Linked DNA regions of Mus musculus: region 2 is linked to region 1. The links are chromatin contacts, called in public HiChIP or PLAC-seq maps. All regions are on one chromosome and are shown on one strand. The core of a region is the stretch at or near the end of the contact, and the rest is flanking DNA. Distances in the headings are between cores, read along the strand shown.

The links. HiChIP or PLAC-seq counts read pairs in DNA pulled down with a chosen protein or histone mark.
Region 2: an H3K4me3 HiChIP or PLAC-seq map of the SCID.adh cell line shows a contact between it and region 1, with 13 read pairs. The contact joins the promoter of Rbms1 here to the enhancer-like site in region 1. A contact is called at or near these places in 1 of 15 datasets of contacts at CTCF or cohesin (CD8 T cells), 10 of 484 Hi-C or Micro-C datasets (the C2C12 cell line, Th2 cells, embryonic stem cells and 7 more), 6 of 115 datasets of contacts at active chromatin or transcription factors (the SCID.adh cell line, bone marrow-derived macrophages, cardiomyocytes and 2 more) and 7 of 9 other capture datasets (adipose tissue, bone marrow-derived macrophages, embryonic tail and 4 more).

What each region holds. Positions count from the first base shown.
Region 1 is chr2:60,785,045-60,792,201 of GRCm38.p6, reverse strand. The region is part of intron 4 of Rbms1 (RNA binding motif, single stranded interacting protein 1); the gene reads left to right. Among named protein-coding and RNA genes, the nearest start is that of Rbms1, 93 kb to the left of the region's middle. RefSeq lists an enhancer at 4,639-6,542. Within about 2 kb of position 4,886, at least 52 of the 459 cell types and tissues checked have an H3K27ac peak or open chromatin away from gene starts, as enhancers often do. A contact at or near this core is called in the SCID.adh cell line and craniofacial prominence, where this site is marked.
Region 2 is chr2:60,879,897-60,886,469 of GRCm38.p6, reverse strand. Rbms1 (RNA binding motif, single stranded interacting protein 1) reads left to right here and starts at 5,032. Exons shown (of 14, transcript NM_001141931.1): 1 at 5,032-5,352. The coding sequence starts at 5,284. LOC108168762 (a long non-coding RNA gene) reads left to right here. Exons shown (of 2, transcript XR_003953832.1): 2 at 1-3,504.

The sequences.
Region 1 (7,157 bases), core at 3,637-6,136:
GATAATCGGGAAATTAGTAAGGGAATTGGGGGAGGCAATTGGAAGATGACTGGCTGGTCAAGTGATTGCAAACATAAGGGCTTGGATTCAGATCCCTTGCAGGCATGTAAAAAGCTGGGGACTACCTCGGTAATCTCTGTGCTGGACAGGGACTAGGAAGAGGCCATGGGCTTGCTAGCCAGGAAGTCTAGCTGAATTGGTGAACTCCAGGTTCAGTGAGAGAGCTTGTCAAAAAATAAGCTGGAGAGCTATGGAAAACGGCATCCAGTTAAAGCTTTGGCCTCCGTACATAGATTAAAGATAGAAAGTGACAAGTAATGATAGAAAGGGTAATTCTGCACAGAATGTCATACTTTGAAGGGATATATACCTGGCTCACATGTGGATTTATACAACTGAGAGGTTGGGTGCAAATGGATGCCATGGATGCCATTTTATGTATTTGGATATTTTCTTTATTTACATGGATGCTGTTTTACTTGTATAATAGTGAGATGGTGATTTTTACGTGATTATTTATATAATATGACTCTGTCCTTCAATAGTTTTATGTAGACTTTATTCAAGACTTGTTTCTGGTGAACTTTTCTCATCCTAGCAGAGGACTATTGCTGAAATACTTCTCCAAGTGAGGGATATGCCTAAGTGATGAAGGGCTATAAAACAGAGGCCATATGTTCCATGCTTCATAAGCATTCTAGCACAGTATGCATGGGGTTTAATTACTGTAAGACATAATGCTTTCCCTGAGTTGTAGTCTCTTTTGCTAGTTTCCTAGCAAGGTTAAAAACCTAAAGGAACTCTATCTCACAAACAAACAACAACATAGAAACCCCTGTCTCGAAAACAACCAAACAGACAACAACAAAAACCCTGGAATCCAAAATGTCATCTCTTGGGAATGTGAAGGGATTGACTGACTAGTGTGTGTCTCCTTTCACCTCAGTTTCATCAACAGAGTCACGGTGCTTCTGGTGAGATGGCTCAGCCAATCCCCGTACTCACTGCCAAGCCTGATAACGTGGGCTCAGTCCCTGGAACCAATAGGGTAGATGGGAAGAACTCCTATAACCTCCCCTCTGATATTAGGAAGCACACTGTAGCACGTATGCGCAAATCCATCCACATGTATAAAATGCTTAAATCCTTAGATGATTTGATAGACTTGGAAGAGTTAGTTTGTCGTGATGAAAATCACTGATCCAGTATAGTTACAGTTCCAAAAGTGTTCACCTCCAACCTGCATTCGGCGAGCCTTTTCGTTTTCTATGAGGTAGGGTCTCACATAACCCACGCTGCTCTTGTACTTCCTATGTATCTGAGGATGGCCCTGAACTTTAGAATCTTTACCTCCTCCTCCTGAGTACTGGAATTAAAGACATAAACCACCCTATGTAGCTTTCCAGTAAGCATATTTTATTTATTTATTTATTTTGGTTTTTCAAGACAGGGTTTCTCTGTATAGCCCTGGCTGTCCTGGAACTAACTCTGTAGACTAGGCTGGCCTCGAACTCAGAAATCTGCCTGCCTCTGCCTCCCAAGTGCTGGGATTAAAGGTGTGCGCCACCACACCTGGCCAGTAAGCATATTTTTATTAAAGAGTCAGAAGAGACAGCCCTTGAAGCACCATGCATCTCTCACATGCCATGTTCAGTAGCAGGAGTTTCATTATACACTAAATCTGTTTCAGAGTCATATTCACTAAACCAACACTTAACTTACATCCTGGTCTTCATAGACCACATGTAAGCGTGGATGATATACTTACACCTAGTACCTAAAGTACATTAATGAAGATAACCACGGGTTTTTTGTTGTTGGTGGTGGTTTGTTTTGGTTTTTTTTTTTTAACCTTTTCCCTGCATCAGTTGTCATGGCAAATATTTTCAAGCCTAAAATTTTGCTGTATGTTATTTCAAGTCTTTTCAAAAGAGCAGTCGTTTTCTATTACCAGGCTTTATGAAGTGCAGAGGAAAATAACTGAGTACTATCCTTGGTTACTTCTGAGTAGCAGCAGGTGCTCACTCCCTGAGGAGTGCAGGAGAGAAGGCTTCTGGAAGCTTCAGGACAGTAAGGAAGACATATATCACCTGCAGGGACCTGAGAGGTAAGGTAGCTGCTCAAAGTTCTACAGCTGCCAACATAGAGGTACTTTGGATACAACCATCAGCACAGATAAAGTTTTAGGAATTCATAAAAGGGATTCCTTTTCTAAAGTAATCTTTTCCATATAATCCTCAGGGCGTGGCCCTAAGATGGCCTATGGGTATTCTTCACCTCCAGAGTAGAAATTTAGGAAAATAGAAACGGAAAGTAGAAGGCATCCTGGTCGTCAGACGATGGCCTCATCCTCTGAGCAATGTCCAGTTTGATGCTGAAAACGAGGATAGAGTAAGCAAGTGTGATGACAGGGATCCTGCTCTGCTTTCTGATTTGTAGCACATTTACTCTGGCCCTGCAGTCAGTACGTGACTAGACATGGACAAGCAGACCTTACCCAGAAAACCACAATGCTGCCCTTCCCTCTCCATCCTGAGTCACTCTGCAAATCTCCCCCTTTCTCTTTAGATGATATCCAGGACACAGTTCCCATGGCTTCTGCAGTTACTCCCATTTCAGAAAGTCCTGTCCCTTGATTTTTCACACCATAAAACCTAGCATCTCTTTCAGTATGTTTACAGCCATTCCTCTGTATTCATGTTGCCCAGCCTCATTCGATGTGATATTTAAATAAGGGTCTATTAGGGGGAAAGCCTTACTGTGTTCAGAAGCAGTGTAATGTGGGGGCATACATAGACATACCACAAACTGCCCAGAGCCCTACAAGTCCATGAGTGTTGGCTGCTGCTGGCTCTAAGGGAAAGGGCAACACAGCCTCCATTGCAATTAGTTGCTGGCAACTTTGCCGACAGTTTGGTGATCTGGAAGCAGCATTGTGAAGGTTTCCATCCCAACAATCATTAATTATATGCATCTATAGTCCGACATGTGATGAATGGGCTTAGTTTCATTGTAGCTCAATCTAATTACATTTTAGAAGATTGGTTGAGGGGGGGGGGGTTGTCATTAGTGTATAATGTATTATAATCTTTCTTACTAAAATAACGCAAAAATATTTTAACATTTGATTAACATTTTGGAGCTAAATACCTGATTTTCAAAAAGAGATTATTAATATATGATGTATAGTGCTTATAATTTAAATATATACGCTTATTTCACAGAAATCCTGAGTATCAAGCCACAATGGTGAAGTTTCCCTTCCCGCGTTTATGTGTTTCTACCCAGTCTCTCTCAGCTCCTTAGCTGTGTTTTTTAAACCCCTTCATAGTTGGGAAGGTTTATTGGCCTGTCACTAACCTAGTCTGGTTAGTCTGGTGTTGACTTCTTTCCTGGGTAGTAACACATTGATGCTCTTTCTCATACAGTACTCTTGGGAGTTTTTCTGAGCTCTCTACCTAATCTACTATCCACCCCCGAAGCTAACCATCAGCCTTGCTCTGATGAACTCTCTCCCTGCCTCCTAGGCAGCCTTCCACAGGGAATCTAATTCACACTAGGATCACTCTGTGTGGCTGCTTCTTTGGGGTATTTGAGTGATCTTACACATAGCCCAGGGTGGCTTTCAATCCAAAATTCTTCCCCCTCTGGCTCATGAGTGCTAGGATTATTCAGTATATTGCCAAGCCAGCTTCCAGTGAGTCCTAGCTTCCATCTGCCTCTGCCAGCCATCGGGAAGAGAGTAATTACTTCCCAGCCATTCTGGTAGGCCCTTTCAATCAGCTTGCTCCTTTCCCATTGTTCGGCTTTTGAGTCACACATAGACCCATTGTATACAGCAAGCTGGTGGGATTCAGATCAAGCTTTGTGTAGGTCCACTGACAGCCCTGTTGCTTGGCTGGTAACAAGAGGGTAGCAGACCACATGTGGAGGCTCAGAACATGGCTGCGTTTCTCTCCAAGTGAATGGCATTCTCAGCTTCTGTTTCTTTTAGACAGAGAAGAGCGGGATGCGCACATCCTAATCCAATTCACAGCCAGATTCTTGCAGGCTTTCTCTAGGTTGTCTGGTTTCTTCCTGTGGATCCTGGGAGCACCAACACGCATTGTTGAAACTGAGTTAGGAAGGAGCCTGTTTTATCCACAATGCCAAGGCCTTTATAGGGTAGTCCCCTACATACATTCTAGCACCTAAGTAGCATAGTATTTTAAATAATCTCTGGAAGAAATCATTACCATTCGCTTATTCAAAAGAGGATTGAGTGTGGGTTGACAATCTAGGTCATATCAGTGATGCACTTTGAATGCCAGCCCCACTCAAGGACTGCACAGCTTTATTCTGTGAGCTAGCTGAGGGACGTGTTTCCCCATCATCTGTGAGGAAGGCCAGTGCACAGGTTCAGGGATGCTTGCTGTGTGCCATCGTTCTGCAGCATATAGATTTCAGTACCTGGTTTCTTCTTTTTCCTTTATTTTTAAGGTTACAAATTAACGTCTTAATGCCAGCAGCTCTCTTGTTCTTCTAACCATCACATCGTGGGTTTGAGTATCCGGACTTGATTCTCTTAGGCTGATGCAGTCAAGGATTGCCTTGAGTATGTCTTTTGGGGAGAGGGATTTTTTATGAAGGAAGTTTAAGTCTGGCTGTGTGGTTGTGTTATCAGGGACCAGTCACTCTCCATTCTGTTCTTGCGAATGAGTTGGGGATGCTGCAGGGTATTAAAAGGCCACACAGTTAAAGGCTTTCCCTCTTGTGTGATTTGAAGCAGTGACACAGGGGTGGGGTGGCAGAGATGAGATGTTGCTGATAACACTGGGTTCTGGGGTAGGCAGGTGTATGAGGAGCCCATAGACACACAGCTGTAAACTGACAACACTGAGGTAGCTGATTCTCTTAACTCCACAGCCTTGCTCAGTACTGCCATGTGGTGGCCATGAAGTGCTTGCTCTTATTGATTTTAAAAATAGCTAATTAAGAGAAAAGTTTTATTCCAAGGTTGGACAGAGACTGGGAACTCGGACGGAAATGCTTAGAAGTTCTGTGTGGAGCAGTACCTGGATGAAGCCTCACAGACAGAAACGGCCCCGGGCCTCCTGGAAAGCCTCGGTGTGGGAAACATGGTTTAAATGTGTGTCTTCTTCTCAAAAGACCCAGATTGGAAGCCAGCTGTGGTGATGGCTATGCTGAAGTCCCAGTGTGTGGGAAGTTGAGGCAGGAGAATTGCTATAGTTTAAGGCCATTCTGTTCTGAGCTCCATACTAAGTTCCAGTCTAGCCTGGCCTACAAAGATGAGAGACTACCTCTGAAAGAAAAAAGAGAAATCAGATTCTATTAAAAGACACACAGATAACTGGCTTAAAAGATGTAAGGCACGGCTTTGAGGGTGATACCTGTGATAAGAGTGGCTTTCTACAGGCCTTTCTCTGTCACCTCCTGAGGTTGGCTGGGGGTCAGCAGAACATCAGGGGTGGCAGGCTTGCACACTTTTCTCAACAAATAAGCAGGCAAATGAGCAGGAAATCGGTTCCCGTCACCAAGAGGCCCACCATGCTCTGAGCAGTCGGCAGTCACCCACCCGTCAGCGGCGATCTGCTGGTGGGTGAACCTATTCAGTACAAGAGAAAACAGATGTCTACTCTTTCTGCCAAGTCCCTCTCTCGCATTTCAGGAACCATTCCACAAGCACGGGGAGGGTTTGTTAATTTCTTTCAGATGGTGTCTGAGTGCTTTACACCGGGTGGGACCTCCGAGCCTGGCTTTTCTACTCAAGTGAGCATTACAGCCATTTATCCCTGTCACAGCCAGTGTGGGACCCATTTTTCCATGTGCTAGAAAAGCCCCTAAACCTCATCTGTGCTTGGGACATAAAGAGGCCCTTTGCACCCACTGCTCTTGGCTACCTGTAATTGACACAGTAACTTTTTCAGGCATCGTAATTTATTACTTAGACATAATGAAACAGTTAGGGTTGTGACTGATTTTAAAGAGACTAAATTAATCTTCATTCCAAACACCACCAATTACTATAAATACTTTATGTCCCATTTCCTGTGAATACATAAAGTAATGAGACTTCGTGGATGTTTAGAGGATTGGATGGGGTGGGGGGAGGGAGACTGACTGATGTTACCAGCCTGGGGGTTCATCCCATTCGTTGGTGGTGTAAGTTTTAAATTAGTGCAACACTGTGGGTAGTGTTTGTAGGACAGGTCAACCACATAGACAGAAAGAATACATAATACTAGCTCTAATGGTCATCCCAGGTGAGGAAAATTAACTGAGGAGGTTGTTGCTATGGGAAACAAATACCAGCAATCTTAGCAGGCCTAGGACAGGAGTCAGTGGAACAAGGTCTGCCTAGTCATAGGAAATATTTACATATTCTTACATATATTTAGTCCATTGTATATTGCTCTGTCAGAGTGAGTGAACCCTCTCCATTCAGGTTTTAACAGTTTTAATATTTGGGTCCCCCCCCCATTGGTCAACATTCAAGTTAAATTAAAACTCTACAAAGTGTATAGCTGCCTGTTTATCCCAGAAGCAACTAAAATACATATTAGAAAGTACTCCTACTTACCTTGTCAGTCCCCTTTTTAAAAAGATCTAGATGTGTAACACATTCTGTGAGCATGCTTGAATATGAGCCATTGAAATTTTTATAATATAATTTTTTAATTATATTTTTTTAATTTTTATAATATAATAAAAGTATAAAGAATTTTAGTGTGCATATCTCATGTAACATGTTTAGGTCATTACAGTATATCTGGGCCTAAAAGGTGTGTTTCATGACCTTTAAGTAGCCAGTTCCTGCCTTAGCATGACACTAAGTATGGTCTAGGCATATTAATCCTATCCCTCCCACTGTGGTGCCTCTAAAGCTTCCCTCTTCCGCAGAGTGTGGCTGTCAGGTGATAGTCACTCCTCCATTCTGACCCAATCCACCTATAAGAAAGGAAACTGCTCAAAACATGTTTGTCTCCCTGAAATATCAATAACTTAATGGTGTCAGGTTATCAAGCTTGTCTCTCAAAATTCAAATTGTTATAGACTAGAAAGTAAGGGTTAACAGCCTTGTTGGGTGGGGAGAGATGTTGAGCTATGGCCTATGAACTACCTCACCCTATGGCCTAGGCTAGCCTAGAACTAACTCG
Region 2 (6,573 bases), core at 3,783-6,282, 94 kb before region 1:
CAGAAGTTTTGTGAGCTTTTAAACAACTCTTAAATGTGATTCTTTTCCCATGTGAGTGACCTACACGGACCAACGCTGTACTCTTGCGCCTTGTGCATTAAAGGTTGTGATTTGGAACAATGTTGAATGAGTTTTTCTCCTTCCTTTCAGTGTTCAGTTTGACCTAAATAAGACAGGGTTCTTTCGCTGTTGTAGGATGTGACACAAGGACCGAATCTACTTGAGACCAGCTCTTTATTTGTAGAGTGTTATTTTTTTTTATCTTGTTATATAGCCTTTCAAAAGTTACCTCCACCACCATACTTTATATATACTGCTTTTTTACAAATGTGTGTGCATGTGTGTCTTTGTTTATGCATGTGCATATGACTTTGGGAATCATCCTTAAAAGCACCAGTCACATTCTTTGAGGCAGGATCTCTCTTTGCCTGGCTCTCACTGATTAGGCTAGAATGGGGGGTGGGGCAGCAAGCTCAGGGATCCACAGGTTTCTGCCCCTCAGCCTTGGGGTTACAGGCATGCTCTACCACACCTATTGTTTTACATAAGTGCTGGGGGCTGAACTCATGTCAACCTTGCAATCCCTCAGCCCCACTGGGTTTTGTTTCTTCTATTTTTGTTGTTGTTGTTTGGTGGTTGTTTTAACTTTTAATACAAATGTTATTTGTATTAAACCACAGCCCCAAATGGTTTCTCTGTGTAGCCCCGGCAGTCCTGGAACTCTGTAGACCATGTTGGCCTTGAAGTCAAAGATCCAGCTGCTTCTGCCTCCCCGGTGCTGGGATTAAGGCCTGCGCCACCACTGCCTGGCAAATGTTCCTCTCTTAGAAGAGGTTCAATAGTGTGGGTATTAGAATGTTTCATGAGAGGAATCCTTGGGGATTTGACTCTTCACCCTTCTGCCTGTCACGTCTAGGTCTGCTTTTCCTGGTCTTTTACACAGCACTTCATCCTGAACATGAACAAGACATTTATATAGTTGAGCACCCCACACCCATGTTATATCCTGTATTGATCCTCCCTGGCTGTGGACTCCCACAGCACATTACAGTCTAGATCGCTTGCCCAGTTACCACTTAAGTCTTTGCATTACTGCGGCAGGGGTTATAGATGCTTGCCTAGGAACTTGGGATGCAACATTACAGATCTTGTGCAGGACTCAGTCTTTGAACCCTACCCAGCCCTCAACTTTTAACACCACTATGGTATTACTTAAGACCCCAGTGGGTAGCTGAGTCAGTTCTTCTTACCTTTCTCTTGCTCCTTGGCATCATAAGCCTTATAACCCCCCTTACCCTCAAAGGGTCCTTATGAAAGTGAAACGTGAAAAACCAGTCTCGTTTTAAAATTGTTTCTGAAGGATGGAACATCATCTAATGTCATAGCATCAAATTCCAGTTGTACAAGCTTTTTGCTATCAAGGAAGGCATCATTACCTATGTCTCATCTCCCCTACACGAACACAGGCTTCTGCTTGTCCTGGTTGCTCCATTGTTATTATCCCTGTGTGTATACTTTGCCTGCCTCACAGGATGATCTTTGAGACTGCTCAGTATTCCTACTCATGAAATGACACTGCTCTAATATATGGTTTCTTAAAAGGAGGCTGGAGAACAATAGAGAAAACTCTTCAGTGTATCTGAGCTCTTGAAACAGACCCTTCATCAAACCGTTCTTCCTTCCTTGTTGCTGTTATCGGTGGTTAGATAGCCTTAGAGAGTGTGCTCATTCAGCCATTCAGCAAACAGGGATTGAAAATGACATCCCCTTAGCTAGATATGCTTGTTACTTGCCATAGAGTACCAATGTACCCTACCTTCTCTTCTTTGATGGCCTTTCACACTTACTATGCATGCATGTGCTATTAGACTACCCTCCTCTGCTATAAAACCTGGACTACAACACTAATAGCTGCCGTTTATCAAGTTGGGAACCTTTTTGATGTAACACTATACTGTGAAAACAATGTGGGATGCAACTAGCTTGCCCCAGATCATGTGTGGCATAAGTAGGGAACTGAAATATGGAGTCAGGCTTGCTTGGTTCTGCCTTCATTTTGTCTCTTGTGTTGTTACAAAGAGACAAGAAACTCTTTCAACTCATTTAGCCAGGGCTGTGGCCTGAGTGTACACATAGTGTCCGAGGGCTGCTGCTATTCTGAAGAGGAGTCAACACCTCTCTAGGGACAGGAGCTCTCTCCATCGTCTCTCACCACCAAGTGCTCGGGGCTCCTGGTGTCTGCTCTGCTGCTTTCCTGCCTGCTGCCAGGCAGCTTCCTGTTTCCTCATAGCTTCTGCTTCCTCATAAGCTTGGCTTGCATATGGTTCTGGCCTGTCATGGCCTCCTCTCCCCTCCCCCTCCCCTCACCCCAGGCAGCTCTTGCCATTTCTTTCCCTTTCCTAACTGGTTTAGCCCTTGGAGTTTTGTGAATCAAATTCCCAAGGGTTGAGAATCAGATTGGCGAGCTCATGTTTCCAGTCCCACCCAGATCATAGGTCACTGGCCAGTCTGTAGAGTGGCTGCCCCTGGGTCAGATTCCCACAGCTTCACCTAAGGCTGAGGGTGGAGAAGGAGGTACACAGGACAAGGCTCCGCAGCACTGAATTTTCACCCGAATAGCTTGCAGGCTTTCTGGTCAGTTCCTTTAGTTTCTGATGTCTCTTTCAAAATCGACAACAATGAAAGTGGACTTTTCTAGACGGACCTCGCTAGACTCCATCCCTATAATTGCTCATGGATTATCTAGAATTGATTGTGTATGTTATATACAGAGTTTCATATTCCAGCTATTTCCCTTAAGTTTGAATTTTTGGGTTTCTGTGATCCTATTTTGAGGTTGGACTATTAATCTTTTCTTCTTTGTATAATGGCTTATAGATCTACTTCATATTTGGAGCTTTTGAACTCAAGTTTCCTTTTTTTTTAAGTACTACATGTCTATGTTTTTTCTTTTTAAGCAGTTCATGTGAAACTATAAACAGCATGCTAATTCTTAGATTCATTTTAAGTCTTAAGGTCAGTTCTCTTAATACCTCTCAGTATTATTTGCACATTCTACTAGTATCAGATTTATTTTGCCATCTCTTTAAATTTTATCATTTAACATTTTCTTATCTCTAGAGAACTATTAGACATCCAATCGAGTGCTAGCATTTTGGAATAGCACAGTATCCAATGGGTCATGACCCAGCAAGTACATCATGACTTGAGAGAAAAGCCATAAAAAAATTTAATGCTGTTCTTCTGTGGTTTCAATTGTGGTTTCCTAAGAGACCAGTCAGGACAACTGAGGTTGTACACTGGCTTTTTCTGTAGATGACTGGTGGGACTTGTGGTAATAGTGCAGAGGGTAGGATGAAGTAGGGTGTGTCTCGAGTCCTCAGGAAAAGGCATCTTCGACTTGAACAGTTGGAACTAAAACTGTCCACTTTGCATTTGTGCTGGCTCATAGTGAGGAAAGACAACAGGTCACAGCAAAAAAAAAAAAAAAAAAAAAAAAAAAAACCAAAAAAAAAAACAAAACCAATGCATGGAGTAGTAGTAGAAAAACAGTTCTGGGGTCCCCACTAGCTCACAGCCTGGCTGTGCTGTAATCTTTAAACACTTTCAAGGGCAGATATCCTGTGAATTTTAAGGTTTTACTTGCCCAGTATGCACCGAATACCCTAGCCTTTGCTGTTTTTTTTTTTTTTTTAAGTGAAAAGAATTAGGATTATGTGTGTGTTGTGGGTGTGTCTGCTTTCAATAGGCAAGACTTATTATTTCTTGTTACTTTTGCTGGAACTCTGGGGACTTTGGAAGCAGCTGACTAAGTCACCAGCAGGATTTCTGGGAAGTATAATTTTCAACTTTGTTTTCAGAAAAGTCTCTGAATGGCTACACTTTGGCTAGAAAGTTGACGTTCATAGCATCTCTGTGACAGCCAGAGTTTGAGTTCCTTCTCTTGTTAAGACAAGCTGGGATTTTTCATTGTTGTAGCAGATGGGCCTTTCCAGGAAGATGTTAGAAGCCAGGGAAGACCTATGTATGTGTACTGTGGCTGTAATCCCAGAATTCAGGAATACTTGTCAGGGACCCCGTCGCCAATTTAAAGATGGCAACCAGCCCTGGTAACCCTATCCAGAAATGGCTTGCTTGACCACCCTCTTCTGAGGCCTCCACATCAACATGTGTTCAAAGCCTGCTAGCTACATCCAGAGAGGTGACTGCAAAAGGAGCGGCAAGAGAAGCAGTTTTTATTTTTTTTTCCACTTGAGAACAAAGGAAATTACTCCTGTCTTTGTCCCTTTCTTGCCGTCTTTTTAATAACTAGGTTGAATTCCTGTATCTTCTGTCTTTTCCAGGAAGGACAGGTCTCCCCTTTGGATGGCTTATAAGGTTTTCATTGCTTTTTTGATAATGTTGTCTTGAAGGAAAACTCTTCCTCTGTGGCACAAGAATGAAATTGAAAACTTTCCCGGGTGTATTTGGGTGAGGGACTGGAAAGGAAAACACAAAAACAAAACAAAACAAAACAAAAAAAACCCACCCGTTTGCTCTACAAAAATGTAGCATGCTTATAACTGGGGGGCTGAGAAGTGTCCTGGGAGGTAGATCTGGACAGGGAAGTGAGAGTAATTATCCGCGCCTTTTCGGGACCAGGGGCTGCTGTGAAAGATGAAAGAAAAGGCGGGCCATTGGCTTCCTATCCAGGTGTTCCAGCGGTTCCCGAAGCGATGCCCTTAAAAGGGGCAGCCAAGTGGGGTGCGAAGCCACGGCGACGCCTGGCCCAAGGGCCTGGGGTGGCTGCTCCCAGGAATGTGAGGCATGCGGGGCGCCAGAGCCAACCATTGCGCGGGATGGGGGCGCCGCGCAGCCCGGGTTGCCGCCCCAGCCCGGGAGGCCGAGCGCGGGGGCCGAGGCCGGGGGAGCGGGCGCGGCCGGGCGGCCGGGCGGGCGGGAGGCGCGGGAGGGCTGGGCGCGGCACTAGGCGGTGCGCGGCTGCTTCCCCGCCCCCGGCCGGCGCGCTCTCGGGGCGGTGGTTGAGGCGGCGGGAGGTGGGGACGCGGCGGCGCTGCTCGTCCGCTGCCGCCGGCACCGCGCGCGAACTCCGGTCCATGGCACGCAGGGCGGCGGCCCCCGGAGCTGCTCGAGAGTCGCCGGCCGCGCGCGTCGCGCCGCACTTTTAGGGCGGGAGCCGCGAGCCAGTCCCCGGCCGCATCCTCCCTCCGCCTGCCCGGACAGGCGAGAGAGGGAGTTCCCGGAGCGCCGCGGCCCCGGTTGCCTCAGCTCCCCGCGCCCGAGATGATCTTCCCCAGCGGCAGCGGCCACCCCGGCGCTGCCGGCGGCTGCAGGACGCCCTACCGCAAGCAGGTGAGGCTGCCGCGCTCCCCAGGCCTGCGCCGAGCGCGCGGGGCGGTGACCCGGTTTCGGAAGGAGGCGGCGGGCGGAGAGATGCCCGGGGGGACCGGGACGGGGACTGGCGGAGAGGTGGGACGGGCAGGCGCGCGGCCAAGGGCTCCGGCGGCCCGCAACAAGTTTGGGGGTTTCCTGGAGACCTTTGTGTACAGAGGAACTGGGGATACGTCGGGGCAGTGCTTTGCATTGCACTAGGGGACCTCCAAGAAACCTGTCTGATTCATGGGGAACCCGGAAGACGTGTGTGTGTGTGTGTGTGTGTGTGTGTGTGTGTGTGTGTGTGTTCGCGCGCGCCACCCTTCTTATTTTAAAAAAAAAAAAAAAAAGACAAAAAAGAAAAGAAAAACAGGAACTTCTGTCACTTTCTCAAGGTTTTCAGAAACACAGGGAAATCCTGTGATAGAGATACTGGGATAAGCCTGAGTCATACACACGCCTTTTCCTATTCTAATTTTGTTTCATACATTTTCTAACAGATTGAACTCCAAAGGCACTTGAAAGGTTACATCCGAATCCCCTGCCTGGAAAAGGAGTGGAACTGGCAGGTTTTAGTTTCGGTCTTTTGTTTTTAACATCTTTGTTTTTGAAAGAAGGTTACTGAAGCCATGTTGTGATAAAAACCCCACAGCCTCTCAGCAGCAGCAATAACAACAACAAAAACCCTAGCTCTAAATTATGTTAAAAATGTGCAGGTCTGCTCAGAAAAGGTTAAACTCGTTTAGAGGTCAGTGACAGAATGCTTGTTGAAAAAGAAAAGGCAGCATTGCAGATCTTTTCCCTTCGTAATAAATCTCTAGTCTACACCCTCAGCCACAGAGACAGATCAATTAAGTTATCCCAGTAATGATAGCAGCAAAATGCACCCTTCCACGTAAACTGTGGTTCCATTAAGATCCAGATGTGTGGCACTGGAGCCTGCTGAGTTCTTTGTGGCGGTTTGCAGGATTATTGTTCCGGCTGTCCAGCATCAGCCCATCTGAAATGCTTCCTCGGGGTCACAAAGTACTATTTTCTATTTTACTTTCTTTGCCTCTTTTGTTTGTTAAAATTCCCCTTTAAAAGAAGTAAATAAATGTCCCTGGGTTTCAGTGCCCACGATGTCCAAGCCACAGCCTTTCTCCTGGATTAAGAAGTCCAATCTTTGGGTTACAAGTTTAAAATCTTTACTGACGACTT